Regions from separate parts of the Pan troglodytes genome. Here region 2 is linked to region 1. A link is a contact called in public HiChIP or PLAC-seq data. All regions are on one chromosome and are shown on one strand. Each heading gives the region's core, a stretch centred on a gene start, on an enhancer-like site or on the middle of the called end of the contact. The rest is flanking DNA. Distances are from core to core; before and after follow the strand shown. Region 1 holds the start of EIF5B (eukaryotic translation initiation factor 5B). Region 2 holds the start of MRPL30 (mitochondrial ribosomal protein L30).

What was found. HiChIP or PLAC-seq counts read pairs in DNA pulled down with a chosen protein or histone mark.
Region 2: an H3K4me3 HiChIP or PLAC-seq map of stem cell-derived excitatory neurons shows a contact between it and region 1, with 5 times the contacts expected there. The contact joins the promoter of MRPL30 here to the promoter of EIF5B in region 1. A contact is called at or near these places in 1 of 7 Hi-C or Micro-C datasets (stem cell-derived neural progenitor cells) and 1 of 1 datasets of contacts at active chromatin or transcription factors (stem cell-derived excitatory neurons).

What each region holds. Positions count from the first base shown.
Region 1 is chr12:23,803,097-23,806,168 of NHGRI_mPanTro3-v2.0_pri, reverse strand. EIF5B (eukaryotic translation initiation factor 5B) reads left to right here and starts at 1,434. Exons shown (of 24, transcript XM_001159759.8): 1 at 1,434-1,811. The coding sequence starts at 1,777. TXNDC9 (thioredoxin domain containing 9) reads right to left here. Exons shown (of 7, transcript XM_001149127.8): 2 at 2,537-2,611; 3 at 462-954.
Region 2 is chr12:23,952,187-23,955,258 of NHGRI_mPanTro3-v2.0_pri, reverse strand. MRPL30 (mitochondrial ribosomal protein L30) reads left to right here and starts at 1,480. Exons shown (of 7, transcript XR_001715950.4): 1 at 1,480-1,626. It overlaps MITD1 (microtubule interacting and trafficking domain containing 1), which reads right to left and starts at 1,439. Exons shown (of 8, transcript XR_001715946.3): 1 at 1,208-1,439.

The sequences.
Region 1 (3,072 bases), core at 185-2,684:
GGTGTAGGTGTTGGTGGTCAGAGCATTGAGAATGGGGTAAAGAGACGATGCAACCCCTCGTTAGCTTTTCATTCTTCAAACCACAGCCTCTGATTCTTCCTTTTTACAGCTCCGCTGGAAGGGTGGGACGGGACACAGCGCGTCCTCAAATTCCCTAGTCATTTCCTGGACACCCTTACAGGTATCCGCCAAAACAATCAAGGGGCCTGGTCCTTAACTGAACCCCAGGTACCTCCCCAATGGCAAGCCGGCCACTCCCTGCGCCCGGGGAAACAGAGGAAAGCACAGTCCCGGTGGCCCCAACTTCGACGCCTCCTGGTGCGCTTGCGCAAGAGCCTCTGCCAAGACACCGACACCGGTGCTGGGGCCGCGCCCCTCCTCCGCTACGGATGTGGAGCAGCAGAATGTTCACCAGCACCCGGACGTGGTGGTCGGATTTTTCTCACTACCCTCTGCCTCACCTGAGCTCTCGGTGACGCCTGAGAAGTGAAAGAGCAGCAGTTTCAAAAGACACGTCCACTCCGGCTTTTGCCTTGCAGTAGCTGCCGGCGGCTGCAAACGGGCCGTCACATCCGCCTCCTTATTGGCTGCGAACCTCGCGCGATATCACCAAGACGCCAGAGGAAGGGGCGGTCGGTCGGGTGGCGAACAGTTCTGCGCGTGCGCCTCCCGCCCAGCAGCCCGGAACCCAAGGTGTCCGACCCTTGCTTTCCTCCGGGTACACGGCCGAACTGGAAGGCCGCAAAGCACTGTGGGAGTTGCAGTTTCTTAGTGCGCAGGGTGTCGTGGCCGGACTTTCTCAGGAGCGTGCTTCAGTATTCACGGTCCAGTGCGCCAGACTGGAAATGAGACAGCTGTGCTCTCGCTCAGCCGTGACGCTTGAACTGCGTTTCCATTCTGTTAGTGTTGAATGAACATTTTTCTTTTTTTTGTTTTCTTTTGTTAACATTTTTCCTAAAGTCGAGGCATAAACATATACAGCACAATTAACTTTTGCATAGTTAAAACCCAAAATATCACCGGCCAGATCCAGATATAGAACATTTTCCACCACCCCTGTAGGTTCCCTCTTGACTCTTCTAAACACAGGAATTTTTAGAACTCGCCCTCGCTTTGAGGGTGAAGATGAAGACCTATGTTAGGGAATTGATCGGCTGTGTCCTGTTCTGTTTTATTCAGTGACTGTACATAATGCATAATGCATGGATGTTACTGAGAGGTCCCTATTTTGTCCTGGATTTATCTCTCTCGCAAACCCCCAGAGGACTCTATTGGTTCGTTGTGGTTCTTTACTGAACTTCGTGCGGCTGAGAATACAAAGATATAAAGGGAAGCCCAAAGCCCACTCCTGAACCGAAGCGTGCGTTCCCCGTTGGGAAAGGGGTGAGGTGGGGAAATTGACAGCTTCATTGTCCAACTCCGGGTTCTAGAACGTGGAAAACCCGCGGGTGTCGGCTCGTGGCGGACGCTTGAGGGCAGGGGGCGCTCGGGCTCCTGCCTGGCCGGCCGGTCAACCGGAGACGCTCTACCCGAAGCGCAGCTCTCGATGAGCCGCGCCCTGCGTCGTCACGCCGAGGCGGCTGGGCGATGCGCTTGCGCACTGAGAACTCACACCATATGTGCCCTGTTCCAGTGCGCGGGTCTGTGGAGAGCCGGGTGCGAGCGGCGGCAGCACGGGGGGAAAAGAGCTGAGCGGAGACCAAAGTCAGCCGGGAGACAGTGGGTCTGTGAGAGACCGAATAGAGGGGCTGGGGCCACGAGCGCCATTGACAAGCAATGGGGAAGAAACAGAAAAACAAGAGCGAAGACAGGTAGATAGGGGTTGGGTCCGTACGGCGGCGGCCGCCGTGGCTCAGTGGAGTGTGCGGGTCTCGCCGGGCGCGGCGTCGGACCGGGGTCTGGGCTCGCGACGAGCTTCGCGGGGTACCAGGCCTGGGCCCAGAGTGTGCGGAGCGGGCCCAAGCCCCCGGGCCGGGTGGGCACGTAGGGCCTCGACGGCGGGCGGGTCCTCCCAGTCGAGCCTCGCTCCCCCGGCTACCCCTTCCCCGCCCTGAGGAGCGGGGTAGTAATTTGAGGGTTCCTGGTCGCGCGGGGAGGGTCAGGCGGCTTCGCCAGCGTGGCCCAGGCCAGTGTGAGTTTTTTTCCGCGCTACTCTTGGCGAGGGTGGGGAAGTTCTTTTTATGCCTCTTACACCTGTGAGTACTTGGGAGGGAAGGGAGCTTGAATGTGATGTACGGTCGGGTTTCTCTACTCGCGGTTTCAGGTAAGTTAGAGTTATGGGGAGGTGTTTAGCAGTTCGCTGTCTCTCAACTTAATCTGATTTGGATACAGTTTTCATTTATTTAAGGGCTGATTGTCCAGCCCTCATGCTTTTCGCTTTCCTTCTTCCGGCCTGTTTTTTGGTCGTTTCTTTGCTCTCTAGCCTTCCCCTAAGAAAGGAAGGGAAGAAGAAGAAACCAACCAACCGGGGTCGCTCCTTTCTAACCACCTGAAATGCTTTGGGGAGGGAGGATAAAGGTATATGCGAGTTACTTACCTGGAGATTTTTGAGACATTTCTGTGTGTCACATTCGATTGAGTTCTGTTACTCATGATGGAAAGAGTTGACTTCCTGGGAGTGAACAACATCTGTTACATTACACGTTCGTACACTACCCACCAAACTTAAATACGAGGCGGAGAGTAAGGTAAATTAAAAAAACTAGTGCTAGTTCATCAGTCTGACTCAAAACAGATATGTTGTCTTGAAGTTAAAATAAGTTTACTAATTATAAATTGGAAGCCTGGATCGTTTTCTCACCTAGCGTTTGACTAGCTTATGAGTAGAATTAAAAGACAACAAAGAGTCTTGTATTTCAGTTTTAGGTCTATTGGAGGAAGTTAATTGGTTTGGAGAATTGAATTATTGTTAAACCAGATGAATGAGAAAAAATAAGGATTATGGGTGATGTAGGGGAACACAAATTTCTGTACTTTTGACAGGAATTTTTGATGTATAGGGTACTTTTTTCCTTGCTAATGTTCAGCTGTCTCTAGAAAATAGAGAACTGAGTATAATGAACCTTTATGTAT
Region 2 (3,072 bases), core at 231-2,730, 150 kb before region 1:
TGGCGCGATCTCGGCTCACTGCAACCTCCGCCTCCCGGATTCAAGCAATTCTCCTGCCTCAGCCTCCCAAGTAGCTGGGACTACAGGTGCGTGCCACCATGCCCGGCTAATTTTTGTATTTTCAGTAGAGACGGGGTTTCACCATGTTGGCCAGGATGGTCTCGATCTCTTGACCTCATGATCCACCCGCCTTGGCCTCCCAAAGTGCTGGGATTACAGGAGTGAGCCACCGCGCCCGGCCGGTAGAGTTTGTAGTTCTGACCAAAGCACCAAACCATAAAGGGCTCCCCTCTGCTGCCTCAAAGCTTCTGTAACACTTTAATTATAAGAAGCTTAAACTAGAAAGAACAGAGGGAGCTTAGTCCAGACCGGGAGTGTCGGGGGTTGGGGAGCAGGAGCTGATCTTATCAATTTAATACATACATATTGAGTGTCTACTGTGAACCAGGGTTGTGCTGGGTGTTAAGGAATATTTGGGTATTTCTCAACATTGAATAATACGAAAAGTCTCACTTGTTTCCTCCACAACCCTGCGCATTTCTCACACCGAACTTCATCCGTTTAAGAAAAACTTTTCTTCTTCTACCGCTACATAATTTTACTTTGGCTTGCTTTAAATGCAAATGTTTAAACAGAAAATTAAAAATAATCGTATAATAAACACCCTTATTACCCATCACCGAAATTTTTTAAATTAGCATTTTTGCTCAAATAGAGCTTCGATTTTTAAGAAATTTTTGCTTAAGGAAAATTAACTAAAGACATCATAGCATCTCTTTCTAAAACACTTTGGTCTGCATCTCTAAAAATTAAGGAAAGTTTTGGAAAAAAATCATATTGCCTAAGAAAATAATTTTAATGTCCCCCAATCTATATTCAAACTTTTCTAATAGATCCAAAAATGTCTTTTAAAGTTCGTACAAATCCAGGTCCTATCAAAGCTTATATATTACATTGCGTTATATCTTATATCTCTTAAGTCTTTTAAAATCTAGACTAGTAGCCTCCCCACCTTTTCTAGATGACATCAATCTATTAAAGATCTAAAAGAAAGCGGCCCAGTTGTCCTGTAGAATATCCCACCTTCTGTATTTAACTGCTTCTTCGTGGTGTGCAAAAATCATTTTTAACTCATTCACTTCACCCCAGACACAGCAGGAACCAGCTCCTTTTCCTCAGGTCCTCCCCGCCTTGGCTCATTGCTCACCTTTCAGAACCTGCAGGAGCAGATCAATCCCCTCTTGGTAACACACCAGAGCCTGCGGATACCGCGACTCCGAATCTAGTTCTACGGCCCGCTTTAGCACAGTGGCTGCAGCTGTGCTCTGCGGGTCCTGCCTCAGCCCGGACTCCGCCATAATTCTGGAAGTTCTACTCCGCCTCAACCCAGGATGAAGTTGAGCGGGTCTGCTGCGCTTCCGGGAAGTGGTCATGTGATACCCAGGCGCCTGCGCTCTCTTTCTAGGGACTTTCCTGAGTGGGAGGGATTTCGCCGGAACAAAAATGCCTCAGTTTGGAGGTCGCGCTCACTGCGACGGCAGGCTTTGAGTGTAGCACTTAGTAGTTCTTCCTCTGCTCTGCTTCCCTTCGGAGGAAAAGTTCAGGCTGAAGGTTTAGCGGGTGCCGGTGAGTGGGGAGTGAGTGGCGGAGAGTGCGGCATTCTTCGCAAGGTGTATCCGGGAACCCTCTGCAGATCCTAATTGATTTTCCCTATTGCGTTCTGAGTTGGCCGGTTACGGCAACCTAAATGGGTCTGCGCCTGATCCCGTCACATTGGCTCCCGTAAGGCCATTGGCCTGCAGGATCCCCCAGTTTCCCAATTTGCAGGATCCAGGGCCACGCGGCTTTTTGTGCCCAGACTCTTGGAGCTCAAGAACGGAGCCGCCGAGGCTGGACAGCTTGGGAAAGGGAACCCAAGCAACATTTTCTGTGCTGCTGCTTTATTCATAACTTAGGGTTGCCACTGGGTATTAAGGTTGCTTTTTTTTTTAAATGAAGACAGAAAATTGCCTTTATCTTTGTATTGCTTCATTTTATAATGCAAACATCCAAGAGTTGGCAGTTAGAATATTTGCCATTTTATTAAAACTGTGATTTGTTACCATTTTGATCGAGACCTACCAAAAGCTGTTTGTTCTGCCCTTTTTGCCAAGAGGCCGTAATGAGGGCTGCCTACTGCTTGTTAGGCACTAGGAGTTCAGAGAAGAGACAAGCTTCCAGCTTTCAGAGATCTCTGGTATCTCTGCAAGAGTGATTCCATGTTTTGCATTTCAGAAGTGTTTTTCCCCCTTTAATAATTATATACATTGTCGGTTTAGAAAAAGAAATCGATTTTTAACATTCCTGTTGCATGCATGCTTATTGTAAAAAGACAAAAGAACTATCGGTCGGTGGGGGGGAGAAGGGGGAGGAAAAACGCCTTTTTTCATACCCCCAGGGGTATGTTAACGTTTTTCTGACAACCTTCCAGAGTTTTTCTGTGATTACACACGTTCACAGACATTTAAAAAATAGAAATGGGATCATACTTCTCCTGTGATGCCTGATATTTTCCTATTTTACAGAAGACAGCATAATTGTTTCAGGGTCCAGGAGTTACGTGCCTAATTATTAACAGTAACTTTTACTTTATTAAAACGTATTCCTTGCCGGGCGCGGTGGCTCACGCCTGTAATCTCAGCACTTTCGGAGGCCGAGGCGGGAGGATCACGAGGTCAGGAGATCCAGACCATCCTGGCTAACACGGTGAAACCCCGTCTCTACTAAAAATACAAAAAATTAGCCGGGCGTCGGGGCGGGCGCCTGTAGTCCCAGCTACTGGGGAGGCCGAGGCAGGAGAATGGCGTGAACCCGGGAGGCGGAGCTTGCAGTGAGCCCAGATCGTGCCACTGCACTCCAGCCTGGGCGACAGAGCGAGACTCTGTCTCAAAAAAATAAATAAGATAAAATAAACGTATTCTTTGAGTCAAACGTGGTGACACACACCTAGCTCCAATTACTGGGAAAATTGAGGATTGCTTGAGGCTGAGTTCAATACCAGAAACATAGCGAGACTGTCTCTAAAAACTTGTA